Regions from separate parts of the Mus musculus genome. Here region 1 is linked to region 2. The links are chromatin contacts, called in public Micro-C maps. All regions are on one chromosome and are shown on one strand. The core of a region is the stretch at or near the end of the contact, and the rest is flanking DNA. Distances in the headings are between cores, read along the strand shown. Region 1 has its middle 13 kb from the start of Gm32235. Region 2 overlaps Cpm (carboxypeptidase M).

Region 1 (3,234 bases), core at 734-3,233, 68 kb after region 2:
CTAGAGAGGCAGAGTGTGAACAGACAGATCAGAGACCATAATAACTAATAGAAACCCAGGCTGTGTGAATGAGAACAGGAGACAGGAGCTCGTAAGGGACCGGGCCCTCGGTTCTTCATCTTTGACCTGAAGCCAGCGATGTGTTTGGTGCTGTCTTGGTCAGAGTCTGGAAATGTCAGAAGTGTTTAAGGGCTCTGCTTCCTAGTGGTTTTTGTTTCTTGTTTTTTTTTTTTTTTTTTGTTTTTGTTTTTTTTTTTTTGTTAGTTTTCTTCTTATACACAGCTCCCTGGAGGCCGTTTGAGAGAGAGGTAGTCCCGAAAACTCTAGTACAGACAAAAGAGGAGCATGGATACGTTGTGGGTGAGCAACCAAACTGCCAGCTCACCCCTCCCCCGCACCCCCCTCCCACCATGCTTCAGCCCAGACAGGGACACTGACTGACCCTCAGTGGCAACCATTTTCTCAGCACCTGCCTTTCCTATACAGGACCTCTGCCCTCTTCCTACTTCTTAAGCTGCCACATACACTCACTTAATACACTCCTTTCTAAAACCTCACCCTCACATTATCCATGGAACCCGTTCTTTGAGCTCAAGAGACAAAGGACTCAGAAGCCTCCAGCAGGGGGTGGGGGTACTACAGTGGCTGCTGGCTTCCTGGGACTCCAGCCCCCCAGGTTATTCTCACCTTAGATGAAAAGGTATCTGCTGTATGTAAGAACCCTGATTTCCGTCTTGTAAAGTAGTAAGCGTGACCGAGGCATTTGAGCAGAGTAATATGGCAGCAGGAGACTGGTGGCTGGAATAAATTCGTGCGTTGTGGTAGTAAATGAAAAAAAGTAGCTAGCCCTGTGCAGATCAGCAGAGGTTCGAGGCCCGAAGGAGGAAAGAATGTGTGTGTGTGTGTGTGTGTGTGTGTGTGTGTTACTGTTACAGCTTCTAATAACATCTGCACATGAGGTCCCATATCTGAGGAGTCTACCCTGGACCTTCCTAATGTTCTTGTGTCTGGGTCGCTATTCTTGTGGCCCCCAAAAGAAATGTCGATGGTTCCCGCCTTCCTCTGCAAACTCACAAAAGGCTGTCAGGCTGCTGTACAATGCAAGTAATAAGTGTTCTGTGTACCCTTTCTTTTTTTTTTTTTTTCCTCTGTAGTAGAAGCTGAAGCCACAGAACCTATTTTTTTCCATTTCTGCCATTCCTAAAGCAATCTTCTTGCACAAGTCTGAACTAGACTCCACCTGATGCCTGCTGTGGGTCTGCCTCCCCATCCTTTCTCCGACAATAGTTATGGGCTCTCCTGATAGCTGAAGCTAGCATGACAGTCCATTAATGGTACAATTAAGGGCAAATGGTTTTTCTTCCTTGCCCCTTGGAAAAAACGTTCATACCCCAGCTCTACTGTGGATTCATCAGCTTCTAAAGTCAAAGGGAGAGCTTTGCGCGGGTGTTTCATTTCCATAGCTCTGGCAATTGCACTGAATTAGTCATCCCTGGTTCCCGAAGGCTGGAATCCTGCCTGGGAACCTCAGGGAGAAAAGCTCAAAGGATGCTCCTTCCTGGTGTAGCATTCAGTCCTAAATGCTATGACTCTCATTCATTCCTTAATGATGGTGCAAACGAGTTGAATCTTTCCCACAGCAGATTTGAACTTTGCAAACACCATTAAACAAACCCATTACCTTGATGAATTCCAGCCAACAGATAAGCCCTATCAGGTAAGTGCTTTGCCTACAGCATTAAAGAACTAATTCCTAACTTAAAATACAATGGCTCGACCCCACCCCGCCCACCCCCTTTTAGGTAGTTTGTTAAAGATTTTCACTTCGGTAGGTGGGGAACCTGGTTCTTTTCGCTGTTTGCCTTTGAGCCTGCTTCCCTAGTCACCTTTGCTCGCAAGCAAGCAAGCCTGGAGCGCTTAACTTAGCTCCAGAAATGGAGCATCGCTAAGCGTCTACGGCCGCCACCAAACCCAGCTGCTTGAAATGTTCGCACAGCTGCTTTTCGAGCCGAGTGCAAACCCTTCCTGCTGTTCAAGGAGAAAGTGCTGACTGTGAGCCAGCTCCTAATGCAGCCACTTTTATGCCTTTTACCACCAGCTCGGATTTCAGTAGAAGGAAACTCGAGTTCGGGCATCTGGGAGCAAATGTGAAAGTCCACCTCTGGTTCTGCAACTGCTCCGCTGCAGAGTTCACAACCTGCTTCGCCTTTGGCTCTGACTCATAGGGAACCCCCAGGAGAGCCATATGTGCCCAGGTTCCTGCTAGGCGAACGATTGCCTCCCCTCCCCGCCTTCTCCGTCCTGAATGATTGGATATTTGGTAGTCTCTGGGCTCAGAGCAAATCCGTCCTGATGGGAGGCTGGTTTCACCCTGGGACCCAGAGACGGAAAAACAAAGGTGGTTAATGCAGAAAGGAGAGCTGAAGAGACTCGCACTGCCCCACCAAAAAGCTGGTGCAGAGCGAGGTGGATTGAAGGCTCGGAGTGCAAACCCAAGTGCAAGCCCAAAGACTTTGGTCCTTTCCAGCCCACGCTCTGACCAGCCCGGTGCTTCTTTAACATCCTGCCTTGAAGTGTTTGATGCAAATGCGATTGCCTCCAGGCAATCTAATAGAGACATCTGCCAAATGTGTAATTATATTTTAAAATAGCTGTGTATGTGAGGGTAGGACGATTTCTGCCCTTTTCTCTCTGTCCTCACTCTCCTGTGTTCAAAAAGAACAGGAGGAGGAGGAGGAGGAGGGGGGAGGGGAGGGGCAGGGGAAGGGGAGGGGAGGAAGAGGGAGAGGGGGAGAAACATTTAAGCTTTTGCCCTGGGAGTGAATTTCATCAACTCATTGCTGTGCCACTAGATCCAAACGCTGTCACTCAAAACAAAACTTTAGTGAGTGGCCATAACTCAAAAGGAAAATGTCTTTTCTGACAAATTTTCACATGGCAGGTGATAGATAATTCAGGAAGGAAGACACACTCTCAGATTTCAGTGGTTGGTTTGTTTGTTTTTCATAATTTCCACTTTCTTTTTGGAGTTTTATCATTCACTGAGTGTTCTCCACTAGTAAAGCAATTCTGGCCAACAAATAAATATTCAAGATTTTTTTTTTTAAAGAATACTGTATAAAAGCAATGATGCTTTCCAAGTCAGTGGTTCCTAGGCATTGGTTGCATCAAGGTCCTCTAGGATGTCTCAGCCTCCGACACCACAGGGCATCTTAAGTCAAGCACGTTGCTGTC
Region 2 (3,160 bases), core at 136-2,635:
TGTTGGTAACTAAGATCTAATCTGGTAGAAAATGAATACACACACACACACACACACACACACACACACACACACACACCACACACACATAGACACACACACATTCTTTTTTGGTGGGGAGGGGTTGAGACAGGGTTTGTCTGTGTGGCCCTGGCTGTCCTGGAACTCACTCTGTAGACCAGGCTGTCCTCGAACTCAGAAATCTGTTTGCCTCTGCCCCTGAAGTGCTGGGACTAAAGGCGTGCGCCACCACTGTCCAGCATATATATTATTCTTATAAAGGGTCAACAAACAAATTGAGTTTGATCCACACGGTGGAAAGAAGCAATCCTGAAAAGCTGACCCCGACCTCCACACTAAGACTAGCACACATAGAGTGGGGAGATAAAATTAATTCTAGAAAATAACCTTTTACATTATAAAATTGCTAAAAATTTGTTTTTCCGATCGAAGAAATGCACCGGTCACCTTCCCCTCAGGCATAAAGCCCAGATGGTCGTGTCTCCTTTGGATGAACCAAGGATGGCTGACACAGCACGGTTAAGACCCTCAGTCCACACGCCTTCCGGTCTCCCCTTGGCCACAGCGAGCTTCTTTTGTTCCTCCAGGTTGATGGCTCCTTCAGCCCCAGGCCCACGGTCTGCCCTGCCTTTCCTGTTGCTCCTGGCTGACCATCCTTTTCTTTCCCGTTACCCTCTGCTGCCCCCACAGAACTAATCATATCTGTTTACTAGTTGTCTTGCTTTTCTCCTGTTCTTCCAATCCTTTCAGGGCAGGGGTTGTGTCTAATGTCTTTACCTCTATATTTCTAGGCTCTGAATTTTAGGTACTGAACTGCTAAAAGCAACCCAGTCTGTAAACAGAAAAATGGAATTTTAGTAACTACAGTTTGGGTTATATGACTTAAGTTTATGGCTCTCAGTTTTGACTCCCAGCAACATTTAATATTAACCATGACCTTGAGAGGAAATGGTTGTCACCGTCAAGTCTGCCTTTCTTGGTTCTTGCTTATCTTTGGGAACACCTGCAGTCCTGTCAATGACCCTGAACCAAAAGGAACACTGCAGTCCTGAACTGTGTGCTAGTTTCATTCTTTCTGTGTCCTGAACCCACCCCAAGGCAGTGGGTCAGGATAAGAGCGTGGTTTACAATGATGGAGTGCATAGCTGGTACTACACTCCTGCGGACAGTCAAACTGAACTGTGAACTCCGCGGCTTCTTCGTTGGGCTTCCCTGAATGGAGGGATTGTTCACGTGTCTCTGTGGTTTACAGCTGGTTGGGAACAAGTCCCTGAGGGGGGCAGAACCTGTGCTCACTCTCTTGCCACCATAGCCTGAGCCTGCTGCTTCTGCGCCGGGCCCTTGCTGCACGCTCAGCCTCGGGGAGGAGCTTAGTTTGACTTAACACAGTCCTTCCAGAAAATCCCCGGTGGAAGTCCCGTGACCCTGGGTACCTCCTGCGTCCTGTTTAAAAATCCCTGGTGGTGGCAGTCACGTGACCTTGGGTGCCTCCACCGTCCTGTGGCACGACTCTTAGGGTCCGTTCCCTTCCCCCCTCCCCGCCCCCCACGGTCTCCATCCTGATTTCATTTCCCCTCCTTTGCTGGCTCCTGGCTCTACCAGACTATAAGCGTTGGGCTAGCCTTCAGCTCTGTTCTAGCCTTTTCTCGGTCCTCAGTCTCTTGTAGGGTAGTTTCGCTCTTCTCAGGGCTGCTGATATCGGCAGTAGATGATCACCGAGTTCATTTTCACAGCCAAACTTCTCCTGAGTGCCATTTACATAAACCCCCTCCGAAGCCCAGCTGAAGATCTGCTGAGGACTTGAAGATTAAGTAAGCTGTTTAAATCAGAGGCTTGTTTTGTTTGGGCTTGAGGTAGGGACTCACCATGTAGCCCAGGCTGGCCTGGAACTCACTATGTGGATGGAGCCTGCTTTGAATTCACAGAGATGCTCCTGGCTCTGCCTCCCAAGTGCTGCTGGGAGTAAAGGCGTGTGTCACCATGCCCGGCCTTTGTGTCTGAGCTCCTGAAATCACCCCAGAACTGGTCTCTACTAGTTTTCTCTGTCTTAATAGATAACATGAATGCTCTGAGCTGCCAAAGCACGTAGCCTCAGGGTTAAAGCATTTGCTCCAGGGTCATCTTTCATTTTTCTCTCTTCCTCACATTTCCAGTCCTTCTGGTAGCACATGCCACTGGTTCTGTTTCAAGAACAAATCTCCAAAGCCCGGCGTGGTGGCGCACACCTTTAATCCCAGCACTCGGGAGGCAGAGGCAGGCGAATTTCTGAGTTCAAGGCCAGCCTGGTCTACAGAGTGAGTTCCAGGACAGCCAGGGCTATACAGAAAAACCCTGTTGTGGAAAAAAAAAATCTCACTATGGGTGTGCTGAGATCACAGGAGCACTCCTGGCTTTGGTGCGTTCTACGAAGTCCTCCGACTTTCACAGCAATCACTTTACAAACAGAGAGCTTCCTAGCCCTGACGAGCAACCTTTATGAGCAACCCTTATGTTCCTTTTTGTTGGCTTCCCCCTGTTAGCAAGTGTGAGATAGCCAGGCAGACTCTATCCAACCATTCTTAATTTATTATGGGCCTGCACAGAGAGGACTGGCCCTTGCTTTCCATCAAGAATCAATTGGCCAGGGGTTGGAGGGATGGCTCAGCAATTAAGAGCACCGACTGCTCTTCCAGAGGTTCTGAGTTCAATTCCCAGCAACCACATGGTGGCTCACAACCATCTGTAATGGGGTCAGGTGTCCTCTTCTGGTGTGTCTGAAGAGAGCAATGGTGCTGTACTCATATGCATAAAATAAATAAATTCAAAAAAAAAAAAGAATCAATTGGCCACGGGGCTTTCTACATAAGAGACCTGGAAGTCTCTGCAAATGCTGTGTTGTGCTAGGACATCTCACCACTGCCTGAAAACCTTTACAAGTAAGATTTGCTATGCGACTGGAGTGAATGAGGCATTTCCTAATTTCCTTTCTGTTTCTCACAAGTTGGAGGCAACTGTGCAGACCTGTAAATTATCATTATTACACTTGACTCCAAAGGAGCGAGAGGAAAAAGAAAGGAATTGCCCTCAACTGAACAAGCCCTTTGTGAAATCTGACTCTGTCTTCAGTGTTATCAGCAAGGTGGAAATGAATCTTCCTTTG

What was found. Hi-C and Micro-C count contacts between places; a contact is called where the count stands out from the background.
Region 1: a Micro-C map of B cells shows a contact between it and region 2, with 1.9 times the contacts expected there. The contact joins two enhancer-like sites. A contact is called at or near these places in 11 of 39 promoter capture datasets (the C10 cell line, HPC-7-derived erythroid cells, embryonic stem cells and 5 more), 1 of 15 datasets of contacts at CTCF or cohesin (pro-B cells), 12 of 484 Hi-C or Micro-C datasets (B cells, Th1 cells, cerebral cortex and 6 more), 5 of 115 datasets of contacts at active chromatin or transcription factors (embryonic stem cells, intestinal villus epithelium, large pre-B cells and 1 more) and 3 of 9 other capture datasets (adipose tissue, liver and pancreatic islet).

What each region holds. Positions count from the first base shown.
Region 1 is chr10:117,570,485-117,573,718 of GRCm38.p6, reverse strand. No RefSeq gene overlaps it. Among named protein-coding and RNA genes, the nearest start is that of Gm32235, 13 kb to the right of the region's middle. Within about 2 kb of position 1,983, at least 84 of the 459 cell types and tissues checked have an H3K27ac peak or open chromatin away from gene starts, as enhancers often do. A contact at or near this core is called in B cells, Th1 cells and memory CD8 T cells, where this site is marked.
Region 2 is chr10:117,638,381-117,641,540 of GRCm38.p6, reverse strand. All of the region lies in intron 2 of Cpm (carboxypeptidase M), which reads right to left. Among named protein-coding and RNA genes, the nearest start is that of Cpm, 10 kb to the right of the region's middle. Within about 2 kb of position 1,385, at least 60 of the 459 cell types and tissues checked have an H3K27ac peak or open chromatin away from gene starts, as enhancers often do. A contact at or near this core is called in B cells, Th1 cells and memory CD8 T cells, where this site is marked.